3 separate regions of the Mus musculus genome follow, and regions 2 and 3 are each linked to region 1. A link is a contact called in public Hi-C data. All regions are on one chromosome and are shown on one strand. The core of a region is the stretch at or near the end of the contact, and the rest is flanking DNA. Distances in the headings are between cores, read along the strand shown.

The links. Hi-C and Micro-C count contacts between places; a contact is called where the count stands out from the background.
Region 2: a contact with region 1 is called in a Hi-C map of B cells, with 10 read pairs. The contact joins the enhancer-like site here to the promoter of Tmem184c in region 1. A contact is called at or near these places in 7 of 39 promoter capture datasets (the 3T3-L1 cell line, the C10 cell line, cranial neural crest and 3 more), 1 of 484 Hi-C or Micro-C datasets (B cells) and 3 of 115 datasets of contacts at active chromatin or transcription factors (the 230-238 cell line, large pre-B cells and pro-B cells).
Region 3: a contact with region 1 is called in a Hi-C map of B cells, with 7 read pairs. The contact joins the promoter of Zfp827 here to the promoter of Tmem184c in region 1. A contact is called at or near these places in 4 of 39 promoter capture datasets (embryonic stem cells, hippocampal neurons, neural stem cells and 1 more), 4 of 484 Hi-C or Micro-C datasets (B cells, CD4 T cells and CD8 T cells), 4 of 115 datasets of contacts at active chromatin or transcription factors (the NIH/3T3 cell line, astrocytes, embryonic stem cells and 1 more) and 1 of 9 other capture datasets (adipose tissue).

The regions. Positions count from the first base shown.
Region 1 is chr8:77,608,449-77,612,773 of GRCm38.p6, reverse strand. It overlaps Tmem184c (transmembrane protein 184C), which reads left to right and starts at 2,121. Exons shown (of 10, transcript NM_145599.4): 1 at 2,121-2,671. The coding sequence starts at 2,549. It overlaps Gm39200 (a long non-coding RNA gene), which reads right to left and starts at 693. Exons shown (of 3, transcript XR_878939.2): 1 at 545-693.
Region 2 is chr8:78,619,281-78,623,832 of GRCm38.p6, reverse strand. The region is part of intron 5 of Slc10a7 (solute carrier family 10 (sodium/bile acid cotransporter family), member 7); the gene reads right to left. Among named protein-coding and RNA genes, the nearest start is that of Gm39203, 53 kb to the left of the region's middle. Within about 2 kb of position 1,307, at least 50 of the 459 cell types and tissues checked have an H3K27ac peak or open chromatin away from gene starts, as enhancers often do. A contact at or near this core is called in B cells, pre-B cells and pro-B cells, where this site is marked.
Region 3 is chr8:79,027,018-79,031,026 of GRCm38.p6, reverse strand. It overlaps Zfp827 (zinc finger protein 827), which reads right to left and starts at 2,590. Exons shown (of 15, transcript NM_178267.3): 1 at 2,298-2,590. The coding sequence starts at 2,340.

The sequences.
Region 1 (4,325 bases), core at 872-3,371:
GAAATCCGCCTGCCTCTGCCTCCCGAGTGCTGGGATTAAAGGTGTGCTCCACCACACCCGGCTCCTCTGATTCTTAAGTGATAGCAAGCATACATTTTTTTTCCTTAACATTGCAAAAGAATTCAGAAATTGGTCTGCTTCTGTAAAGCACAGACAGTAAGTTACTTGGGTGGGACCCTGCCCTGAAAATTACCATTTCTACCACACCTGGGCCTAACCTTGATCTCAGGAATCTTCCTGCCTTTGTATCTTTCTGATAAGCTGGCTCATAGTGAGCTGCTTTTATTCCTTTAGATTCATGAAGCCCCTCATAATTCATATTGCATCCTTATATTTTGCATAGTTGAGAAATTATATGTATTTTGAACTCATGTATTTAGAGTTCTTTCCCACAGCCTTAAGGGCTGTCCTGAAGGTCCCAGTGTCTACCATTTTGCTGAGACATAGCCACAGCCTTGGCTCCTGGATTCGAGCTGTTTCTAATTCTCACTGAGTCCTTAGGTTAACTGGGAGGACATCCCTAGGAGGAATGTGAAATACATACCCACAGCAGCCATCACACTCATGGAGGCTCACACTGGAGGACTTGTCCCAAGGGCAGGAACCATGTCACTCTGTCCCCACCATAGCCATACCGGGCTCAGCACTAGAGTGCAGAAATAGATTTCAGAAATTGTGTAAAAAATTGGCTTCCTATGAGAAGGAATGGAGAAGATGGCTATCAGAAGCAGTAAGAGTGTGGCTGGACACACAGAAACAAGTCCTGTTAGACAGCCTATCCAAAAAGACTGCCATTTGCCAAGAAATAAGTAGTGGTGATAAGCTGTAAAGCAAGAGTTTTCCCTAATTTTCTGAACTTCAACAGTATACCAAGATTTCATTAATGGTTAGGAATTTCCTTAAAACCAACTATTTTAACTTATAGTGTAGACCAAACTAAAGTCCTACAGCCCCTTTAAGGAAATGTGCAAAATGGAGATCACAGGAGAAAGACTGCAGAAGTCAGACTCCAGGCTCTGGTAACTGAGGAATGTGATTTCATCTGTATACTTTGAGACTCTGGTCCATGACATTTTGTCCAGATGGCTAATAGGCAGAAGTCCCCTGGTTGCAGGTGATGGCAAATATTTAAACATCAAGCAGAGTCCAAAGTCAGAGAAAACAGCTCTATTACTTAATAGGTACTATTAATCACTTGACACTTTTCTCATCTGTGAAACAGAAAACTACCCATCGCTACTCGGTACTTTTATGCAGATCAACTCATACAAAATGGGTAGAGAAGTTAGTGTTTGATTTCAGAAAATGACAATATATGCAGTGTTCAGTGTCTAGTCGGGACTCAGATGTTTGCTTGTTCCCTTGATTTAGAAAGAATTTAAGATCCCATGTGTCATTGATCTGTAAAGCTATACAGCTAAAAGCTTTAGGTGTATAGAACAGATGTCAGAATACCAACCTTTTAAATCTTAAATAAGATTTTGTTTTTTTTTTAACTCAAGTTTGAAACGTGAACATTTCATATTGGCGGTTACTTTCAAAAAAGCTATTCTTAGAATGATTCTTCTGCCGGGTCTAGAAATTATGCAGACAAATTCCTCCTTAGGACCCTAAACTCTAGCAACTGACTGAAATCTAACCTATTCTGTCTTATTCCAGCGGGCTTCCCATTCCACCCCTAAAGACAACTGGGAAGCCTTCTGAGAAAAATAAAGCTATTTCAAGTTCCACTCCACAGTGACTGCCCCTCACTATGACTTTTCTTTAGATGGAGTAAAGTCTCAGGAATGTAGCGGGTGTTTCTGAAACGTCCCCAGTTCCTACAACTTTCGGAGCCCTTTTAGGGAACCACTTAGACTAGGTAAATTAGAGATGCCAGAAATCCGCCGCTACTCTCCTTCCTGCCCTTGCCACGCCCTCTCGGTAACCTAGGTTACAGCCACGCCCTCCTCCGTAACTGACCAATCACAATGCTTTGCGTTGCGGGACAAGGTTTAGCTCAGCTTGAAACTCAGAGCAAATCATTTGCTGCAAGCATCTGATCGGAAACGGAAGTGGAATAGTCGGCGGAAGATGAGTTCTGAAGATGAGTACTGTAGAGGTTCCAAAGCCGTGAGTGAGGAAGTTCTGGGCCGGGTCTTCCGGGGGCGGAGACTAGCCTGCCAGAGCTGGACTAGGGAGAGGGCTGGTAGGGTACCAGATGCAGGTCAGACCCCGAGTGCCTAGAATCCCTAGTTTACCCTGATAGTCCTCGGGGTCACGATGCAGCGGAGACTCTGGGTGACCTCCAGGTGAGGCGGAGGCGACGCCGCGGCGGCACTGAGTCCATGCGGGTTGGCCGGCGAGGATGCAGCCTGCACCTGCGAGCATCCCGAGCGGCCACCGCTGCAGCAGCCGCAAACACAGAGCGACCCGAGAACGCGGCGCCAGCGGCTAGTAAATCTTTTCCTATAGGGCGCCAGCGGAGAAGACAACCGAAAAAGCGAACTTGCCAAATTCTTGGTTTGGTTCGATTATTCAGCTACTCAAAGAGAATCTGTTACAGAACATGCCTTGCGCATGTAATCGGAGTAACTGGAGGAGATGGATCCGACCCCTGTTGGTACTTTTTTACGCAACAACCATCCTGGTCGCGGTTCCGATATGCATTTGGAAGTTTCAAAAAATGAAGGTAAGAGGGTCCTGCACCTCTACCCTTTCTTCCGCTGGTTGACAGAGTTCCTTTGTCTGCCTTCTAATGCTTGAGGTCTGAAAAACATTTCGTCTGTGGACATTAAACCAACCTGACTGGTTTTATTTAGCCGCTACAACTGGAGGTAGGTCCGGGTCGAGAAACAAATAGTTAAAGCACCTACTTACAATGGGCGCTTTCCCAATATTCATCAGTCCCAGAAAGAACTTTATTCTTGAAATCAGATCTGCTATGCAGGTACTAGGGCTTGACCAGACCAAATAAACCATCTTAAAAACTATGTTCTGGATTTTATAGGCTTTTAGCCGGTTTTCTGGAACCAAAGGATTCTTGTTAAATTGACTTTGCTAATTAACTTTACGTTTGAAGTTACAAGTTTTCTTTGTTTCTTTCCTTAAAATCTCCTGTAAACCAGGCTGTTCTGGATTTTGCTTTGTAGACTAGGATGATCCTCCTGCATCCAAACTTCCCAGTGCTTGGATTACCGGTGTATCCATCATTCTGTTTACTCAATGCAGGGATTGAACCCAGGGCTTTGTTTATTTGAGGCAAGCACTCTACCATCTGAGCTTCATCCCCAGACCTGAAGTTACTCCTTAACCAAAGCAAAAATTTTACAAACATCCCCTGTGTGTTCCTTTATATTTAAAAAAAAAAAAAGGTGTATTTGTTGGTGTGTTCGTGGGATGGTCCAGTTGTGGAGGTCTGAAGGTGGACAACTTGGAGCAGTTGGCTCTGCTCTCTCATCATAATGAGTGCTGAGGACTGAGCTGAATCTATCAGGGTTGGAGACAGGCACCTACCAGCTGAGACATCTCTCTGGCCCTCTTTGTTGATGTCATGTTGTGACATTAGTAAAGTATTACAAGCTGGATAGCTAACCTATGTCTATAGTATATCTATAAAGTGAAAACTTAGAATTAATAACCAAAAAGTACTTTTATTAAGAAACAGTTATTTTGGAAGAGTTATGGCAGACCAGGTAGATGCATACAACCCACCCCCCTTTGATTATGGAAAATATTTTAATCAGTGTGTCTAAACATATTCATAGGATCTTTTTGTTCACTAAATCTTGTTGGCTTTTCTAATTATAGTTCATATAGGTGTTTAAGGGTATTAAATATGACATTAAATATTTCTCATTTGTTATGTTTTTAGGCAATTTGAGATTTGTCCACCCAAATTTAGGTCTAGCAATCTTAATTTAAATGTAATTTCCTCACTTAGTATTCCTTGGAATACAGTATAGAAAGGGAAATGAAATGTACACAAGCATGGCCGCCTGAGCCTCATCTCTGTAACCCTCTCGAATGGTGTTTATGGCAAGATGGAAGATGGAAACAGACTTGCCTAGAAGCTCGACAGCCAGCCAGCCGAAATAAGAGACCCTGCCTCAAGGTGGAAGAAGAGCTGACTCCCCAGTGTTGTCCTCTGACTTCCACACCTGCACACCAACACTCACACACATAAAAGCACACGTTTAATACATATGTGTGTATGTGTGTGTGTGTGTTATATCAATCATAAACAGTGCTTCAACAGGAATTCATGTTTTACAGTCAGAAAACTATTTTGGAGTCGAATATCATGGGCGTGAGTGTGATTTCGGGTTGCAGATGGCCATGCTCTT
Region 2 (4,552 bases), core at 58-2,557, 1.0 Mb before region 1:
TTACAGAAATCACAGAATGCACATCATCAAATAGTGATCATGTGTCTTAAAAACTAGGTGTGGTGGCTCACGCCTTTAATCCCAGCACTTAGAAGGCAGAGGCAGACAGATTTCTGAGTTCGAGGCCAGCCTGGTCTACAAAGAGAGTTCCAGGACAGTCAGGGCTATACAGAGAAACCCTGGCTTGAAAATGAAAAAAACAAAAAACAAAAGACTGACTTCAAATGGTACTGCTCAAGGCATAGTGAAGGACCAGAAGAATTGTAGATATTAACATGGTATACTAAAAAAAAGCCTTGCAGCTATTTTATAAGGAGCCAGGATAGATGCTATTGTCCTGAGAAGTCCTTAGTATAGACATATTCTTAATATATAACAATGGCTAAATTCCAGAACTCAGGAGAGTGAAAATATTCCAAAAGCATTTAAATCAAATCATTTTTAAATTTCACATAAAAATCAATCATTATATATTGTGTTTTCTCATCAGAAGGTATGCAGCTTTGAACAATGTAAAATTCCAAAACTCAATCTAGACTCACAAAAGCTTCTCTATCATGGGCCCCAAATATCTCCATACATCAAGATCTACTTAGATTCATCCTGGTGGGCTGGAGCTTTTGCTAGGGATGAAACCTGCTTTCCTTGGTACCTTCCCAAGTCCTTACAGTATCTTCTCCATGATGACCTTCAGAGCTGCACCTGTCACAGCTTGCAAGCACTGCTGTCGGCGCAGTGATCACTCTGTTTTGCTTTCCATCATCAATTCAGAAGACTTAGGAAAGTAAATAGATATGAGCAAGTAATTCAAGGTGATTCTCGGAGACTGGACGGTTTCTTAGTAACAGTAAACAGGCCATGTCATAAGTCTTGATCCACATAGTCCTCTGCAAATTCTCCAAATTTATGTCATTCTCTCAATCACCATAGGTTACTCTCCTGTTCTAAATCTGGGCAACGTGAAGCTTAGAAGGAATCAACAACGAGCTACGATGGCCACTGAGATATGACTTCACACTGGTGTCACATGCTTTATAATAATAACAGCAATGAAGGCAGCTAAGAGGTTATGACACTCAAGGAATACTCGCTGAATGGAATCCGTGTTCTAAGCAGCACCTATTCCCTTGATTATATAACATCAGATGGGTGTGGTAGCAATGCCGAAGGCTGAGTTAGGAACCCAGCTGGGCGACCAAATGAGATCCCATTCAAAAAGGAAGGAAGTCCTTCTGTCACTGGGGTGAGCTCTGAGGTTTTTATAGCTTAGCCTCACCTTACTTCCTGCCTCTCCTGCCCACTTCCTGTGAATGAATAAACATGTGGCCTGTCAGCTTCCTGCTCCAGATAGCACATTTCCTTGACTGTTGCTGTGCCTTGCATATCATTTGGACTTTATCCCTCTAGACACCTTTGGTCATAAGCCAAACCAAAACCTGTCTTTCCTATGCTGCTTTTCTTGGGGTATTTTCTCACAGCAACAGAGAGGTAACTATGATATCTTATTCTGGATTGTTTCATATCAACTCAACATGGGAGGGAAGTCATCTGGGAAGTGGGAACCTCAACTGAGAAAACGTCTGCATCAGATGAGCCCGTGGGTAAGCAAGTGCTGCATTTTCTTGATTGATGGTGGATGTGGAAAGACCATGCTCACCGTGAGTGGTGCCAACCCCCTGGCCTGCTTGTTCTTGGGTCAGAAAGCAGGTTGAGCTTGCCACAGGGAGTAAGCCAGTAAGCAGTTTCCCTCTATAACTTCTGTTTCTGTGCCTGGACTGAGTTCCTTCTCTTCTGACTTTCCCAGATGATGGACTACAAGTTGTAAGATGAAATAAACCCTTTTCCAGCAAAGTTGATTTTGGCCATGGTATTTTGTCACAGTAACAGAGATCCTAAGATATTTGTAGTAGCCTACTTCTATATAAGTATCAAACAGAAGAAGAGATAACAGTACAAGCTTTCAGGTGTTTGACTCTGCAGCTGGCCAACAAGGAACGGAATGAACTTTGATATGATACATAACCCTAAACATACACACATATGTACATACAGAATCTATTATTGGCATACATGAGATTTAAAGACACAAAACGATTCACAGTTAGAGGTTAAGCAGGCATATTTTCATTTTTTGTTTGTTTATTTTTTGAGACAGGGGTTGTCTGTATAGTCCTGGCTATCCTAGAACTCACTCTGAAGACCAGGCTGGCCTCGAACTCAGAGATCTGCCTGCCTCTGACTCCTGAGTGCTGGGATGAAAAACACGGGGATGTCAGTTTGAACTCAGAGCCTAAGAAAAGTTGAAAGAAGAGAAATGACTCCACGCCCACACAGATATGTCACAAACACCACACAAAAGTTAATAATAATGATAATAGTTATAAAGGTGAAAAATATAAAAGCAAAAAAGGTTTTAGTTTAAACGAATGCAACTTGAAAAGGAAGGATTATTCTATTAAAGTGAATAAATAGAAACAAGAAAGGACACATATTGATTGGCACATCATCCCGCTAGAAGTCAGGGCACATGACTCCAACAGTAGCACTTGGGAGGCAGAGGTAAGAGAATATTGAATTCACAACCAGTCTGGATTAATGTGTTCAAGACCAGCCAGGCCTCCCAGGAAGTGTCAGACCAGACTGGGCTGCATGGCAAAACAACAGCAGCAGCAACAACAGCAACAACAACAACAACAACAACAACAACAACAACAACAACATAGCTCATCCTGCCAGCAAAGTGTCAAGATGTCGGATAATGGGGAAACTTTGTGATTATAAAAGGAGAAGTAAATACTATACCATCTGAATATACAAAGACAATTTCTGTCTTACTCCAGAAAGTACATGGAGTCTATGTAAATGCATGTTCTTAGTACCATAGCAAGTAATTACTGCTGTTTTGGTTTGAAACATTTTTAATTGGTAATTACAATATGTACATAGTACCAGGTGGTGGTGGTATACACACTTAGTCCCAGCATACAGGAGGCAGAAGCAGGCAGATATCTGTGAGTTAAAGGCCAGCCTGATCTACAGATTGAGTTTGAGGACAGACAAACCCTGTCTGAGAAACACACACACACACACACACATACACACATACACACACACACACACACACACACACACACACACACACACCAAAAGCAAAATCAGTCAGTTGTACAAAACTGTGTAGTACCATTGAACTGTTTGGATGCATGAACACATCTTAAGTCAGAATAAACACATCTGCCTCCTCAAAATGTTTTCCATTTCCTTCTGGTAAACCATCTGGAATACTTCCTTCTACTTCACTGAAGGGCACAGAGCAGCCCTGTGTCTGAAGGCTGCAGTGGTCGGGAGCACGGCACAGCTCGTCCCTTCATGGCTTTCTCAGTCTTCATTACACTTCTCATATGCATATTATATACAATATGCCATTAACCTCTCAGTCCTGTGTCCCCCTCAATGTGCATACTGCAAATGTGTGAAGAGGAAAACAATGTCAGGGGTCCATTTGCCACAGTTCAAATCAATGTCTCTAAAAAGAGCGTTCCGGACTATGGGTTATTCTTGTTACCAAAAGGAGGAACAGTCCATGTGACCATCACCAAGGAAGAAAAAGCGTAAAGACGCTGCTAAAAGCAAACAGAATTCCTGACCTCTCTGACCTCACTGAAGCTGAGAAATAAAGTGTATCTCAGCTTCTCAGTAGAGTCCACTCAGACACTTGTAGCAAGGTGCAGAGATGGACTTCAAAGTAGCTAGCCAACTGCTAGGGCCTGAGCTGCACAAAAGGCAGATGAAGTCTTGTCTTCTGTAAGTCAATATGTCTTCTCGAAGGTCCCCAAACATCTCCACTTCTAATCAGTAACTGTCATTAAAAGCTCTCATTAGGTGAAGTAGGCGTAATTAGAGCACCTTGCCCTCACAGGGTGTGTCAAATCAAGAGGGCCGAAAGGTTCATAAATTAGTGCCAATTCTCTCTCCCTCTATCTGCTTCCAATCTGCTGTGAGGGATAAAAATCGTCTTTGTACACATTAAGTCAAAAGCCCAGTAGCCCTGCAAAATTAGTATAAACACTAACTCTGGTCACTTGAGGGTCTCCCTACTCTATCACGTGTCTCAGAAATAAGAGAGATAAAGTTTGCTATCAATAACACTGAGCCTGTCTGCTGAATCCCACAGATTCCAAGGCGTGAATAATTTAACCTCTTGTGGGAATTTTGTCATGGTGGAAATACAATGTCTGCAAACGGAGCTGCGGGATGTTCCCTGTGATCTATTCTTGTGTATGTGCGCAACTGCTGTGCTCATCCACAGAACAATCCGGGCCCTGCTGCCACTTCACAATGTCTGAGACACAACATGATGGTGTTAGATAGATAGTGAAGACTGAGCATCATACAATCATGGCACCTCACACATGAAAGGGACTGACTGGTAAATGCGCTGTATTTCCTTCCGCTCCGATGTATACATGCCACTCCCTAAAAGACATGGAGACTGAACGGCCAGAGGAAGTAAAGAGAACATGCTGGCCATTTCCTTATAGAGAAAGGGGTG
Region 3 (4,009 bases), core at 1,341-3,840, 1.4 Mb before region 1:
TCTCTTCTCCCACCCTCCCTCTAACCCCGCCAACATTTTTTTTTAAGCAGGGGGAGAAGAGAAGAAAGGGAAATGACCAAGTAACCTCACCGCCCTGGTTTTCGCATACAAGCTCATCAGCTCCCAAAGTTGCCATCTAAGGGCAAGTTCGCAGAGAACACTGAAGCCCATTTTGTGCGAGCAGGGCAAGCCTCCCGCGGTGGCGCCCGCCCGGGACAGCAGCCCCCCCCCCCCCCCCCGCCTCGCTGCCCACGCGCGTCCGAGCAAGAGGGAAGCCCGGCCCGGCCATGTGCACGCACACTTCCACCAACTGCTGCGAGTTTTCTGTGAATCGCAGCGCGGAGCCTCCCGCCTCGCCCGCCCCGACTGCGCCTCCTTCTCCTCCTCGCACAAAATTTTCCTACACTCGCAGCCGCCTGCGAGTGATTTTATGTGCATATATATTACATATGTGATATTATCCTCAGAACCTCTAGCGGGCAGGCGAAGAAAGGACTGCACGGGGGCATTTTTTTTTTTCCTCCCTAAAGGAAGGGGAAAAAAAGCATAACCCTAGCCCTGTGCGTCGACTCCTTGCATACCGGGAAGGGGGAAGAAAAGAGGAATGTTTGCGGAGCAGACTGCCCGCGCGTGCCCTTGCTCGCCACTCCGGGTGCCACCGCGCCCGCCCGGGCCACAGCAGCCCTGCGGACCCCTCGCGTGGGCACCGCCGCGGAGATTTCGCGAAGGAGAGATCGATCGCGCTCGCCCGTCTGCGGCGGAAACACACACGCTCACACATAACCCGAGACACCATAACCTTAACCCTTCCCCCACCCTCCGTGAACTTCAGGTGACCGACCACGTCGGCCTGACACCCGCGCGGGCAGGCGCTCCGGCTCCGCTCCCGCCCCCAGCCCGGGTTTTGCAGGATCGGGCTCCGAGCAGCGCCAAGCCGCCCCGGAGAGGGGAGCTGAGCAGGGGGGGGGCGGGAGGGGGGAAGAGGAGAAACTGACCCTCCGTCTCCCCCGACCCCTCCCTCCGGCGCCTCCCGCGTCCCCTCCTCCCGCCACCCCGCCCCACGCCTTCTCCCCTGCCCCCTCTCCCCTGCATTCAAGGAGCCCGGCGGCCCCGGGGGGGATATTTTTAGTTGCTTCTTTCTCCTTCACTTTTAGCTTCAGCAGCATCTCGGAACACTCCGAGCGGAGAGCTTGTGGGGGGACGAGGGGGGAGCCCGAGAGGGAGTGGGGGAAAAGTTAAGAGTCTCGCAAAGAAAAGCGGGAGGGCGGCGCGGAGGGACCCGAGGCGCGGGTGGAGGAGGGGACGGGGACCCGGCCGCGCAGCCCGGCGCGAGTCTCCAGTTGGCGTGTGTGGCTAGGGCCAGGAGGGCTGGGATGCACTTTAGTCACGGACTCTGCTCGGGCTGGCGGGGCAGGGGGGTCTGCGAGCCCGCGTCGCCCCGGCTCTGTCTGCTCCGCCTGACCCCGCATTTTATTGCGGCCGGGAGCCCTGCTCCGCCCTCCCCTCGGCTCTGCAGGGACCTCGCGCGCCGCGCGCCGCCCTGGCTGCCTCGCCTCAGCCTCGGCGCGGCTCCCGCACCCCACATCCGCTCGGCTGCCCGGCCTCGCCCCCCGATCGGCCACCCGCGCCCCCCGGCGCCCCCACACCCTCCTCGACCGCCCCTGCCTTCCCCTCCGCCACCGCCTCCACCTCCGCCTCCAGCTCCAGCTGCCCGCGGCTCCGGGGCCGACCCACCCCGGCGCAACCTTTAGCCGGAGACCGACCTCTCCGGTCCCCAGCCCGGCGGGCGGCCGCGCGCCCTCGCCCCGACACCCCCAATCGCCATGTCACGGCCTCGGCCCTGCGCGCGCCCCAACCCCGCACCCTTGTGCACCGGGATCCACACGGAATTTCTTTTTTTTTTCCAAGATTGCAACCTCTCCCACCTCCCCCCACCCGCGACAAAAACCCGGCATCCACACTACTCCCCTCCTCCCTCCTCTCGCCCCCTCCCCCGCAAACCGGAGTGAGGAGGGGGAGGGAAAGGGGGGAAAAGCCCGATCCCAAGGAAAAAAAAGAGGGGGTCGAGAGAAAGAAAGAAAAAGAGAGAGAGAATAGAAAGGGCACGGGGCTGATCATCACCAACATGGCTGCCTCGGCATAGACCTAAACGAGGAGTAACCCGGGCTGTGTCTTTGTCAGTTTCACCTCTGTAACCCTAAACTAATGCAGAAAACAACGGCGGAGGCTGCGGAGGGGAAAGAGGAGAGGGAGGGCGAGAAAATGGCACGAGAGGAGGTGGAGAAGGGATGACTTACGTGAGGGAAGGCGCTTGGGCTGCTCCTGCTTCCTCCTGGGCATTTTCCCCCTTTTCTCACATTCTCCTCCTTGGTTAATGTGAGATCAAATAAACCCCCGTGGGGGCAGACAGGCAGACACTGGCAGGAGCGGGGAGGTAGTTGGGGGGCGGGCAGGGGGAAACCCCTTCTCTCCGGTGTGTGCAATGGGTTGAAGCTTGTTTCCTGGAGCCAGAAGAGGGGTTTTCTTCTTTCCTTTCTTTCTTTCTTTCTTTCTTTTTTTTTCCTTTTTTTTTTTTTTTTTTAATTTTTTGGTCGTGCACCTGGCTTGTCCCCGAGCGTAATATTCTTCAATGGAAACGGATCTAATAGGTGTGAGTGTGTGTGTGTCCTGTGCTCGCGTGTGATGGGAGGTATAAATAAATGAGCGCCGGTGCGGCGGTGTCTATGGCCGCGCGCTGTGTCTCCGAGCCCCTAACACTAATGTCGGGATCAAAGGGCAGCGGCGGCGGCAGCACAGCTCGCAGCTCGCTCTCTCGCTCTCCTCTCGCGCTCTCTCTCTGTCACACACACACACTCACACACACACACAGAGGCACAGACTGAGGGAAAGAGCGAGAGCTAGACACACGCGCGCGCGCATACACACACACACACACACACACACACACACACATACACACACTCAGCAAAGAGGAAGGTGCCCTAAGGCTCTCAGGGCGGACTCAGCCTAGCATTTACAACTGCTCTGTCTGGAAAGCATGGGGGGCGCGCGTGCGGGGGTGGGATGGACTTCTTCGAATTTATCCCGCTAGTCGCCCAATCAAGGGGGGTGGTGGAAAAGTGCCCCCCCCCGCTCTTGAAACATTATTTTACAGATTTTTTTTTAAGGAAATAGGTTGCACTAACCACTTTCTTTTGTGTATTAAACTACGTTTGGTTCTGTATAAAATTCCCCAGGCTTTTGTAACTGAAAGACTGACTCTCTCACCCCATCACCTTGAGTCTGGACGTTACAGACTCTCACATACTCCCTTAAAACAGCCTAATGGAAATAAATCTTTTTTAAAAAAAAAAAAAATGAAAAGATAGCATAGGGTGGGATCAGTGGATGGGTGGCATGGATACCCAATTTTAGAGGGTCCGGTGGAGTTAACACTTGAAAATTCAGCCAAAACTAAAATTACAGGTTCTTGATAAAGAGGGAAAATAAGATTAGGTCACCCCCCGCCCCCCAGGGTTGACTCAACTGCCACGGGTCTATTCCTACAGTGCACACAGTGATCTTGACTTCTGTGATTCACTCCCTGCCTCCCCCCCCACCTCCCCAGAACACAGGTAACTGAGCCTTACCCTGAAGCAATTCTAGTGTGTAGTTTGAGCTCATACAGCAGTCTTCATTAAGCCATATACTTTCATTACTTTAGAAATCACACATCTTGCTTCAAAGAGACACATAAAGAGGGAAAACAGAAAAGGATGCGTCGCCTCACAAAAGGTACTCAGTGAAGGGAACGGGTCTCTCTCTCTCTCTCTGACTGTAAGCCATGTGGATACAAGTTCACTGGGAGGTTGTTAATGATTTAAAACTCCAAAATCTGCTACTATAATTGAAGTAAAAAAAAAAAAAAATTTGGTCTGAAGAAGAGCTGTTTCATAAAACTCTTTGTAAGGGGAAACTTTGAACTTGGTGGAATACATTATATGTCATGAGTCAGAGCTAAAAAATAAAA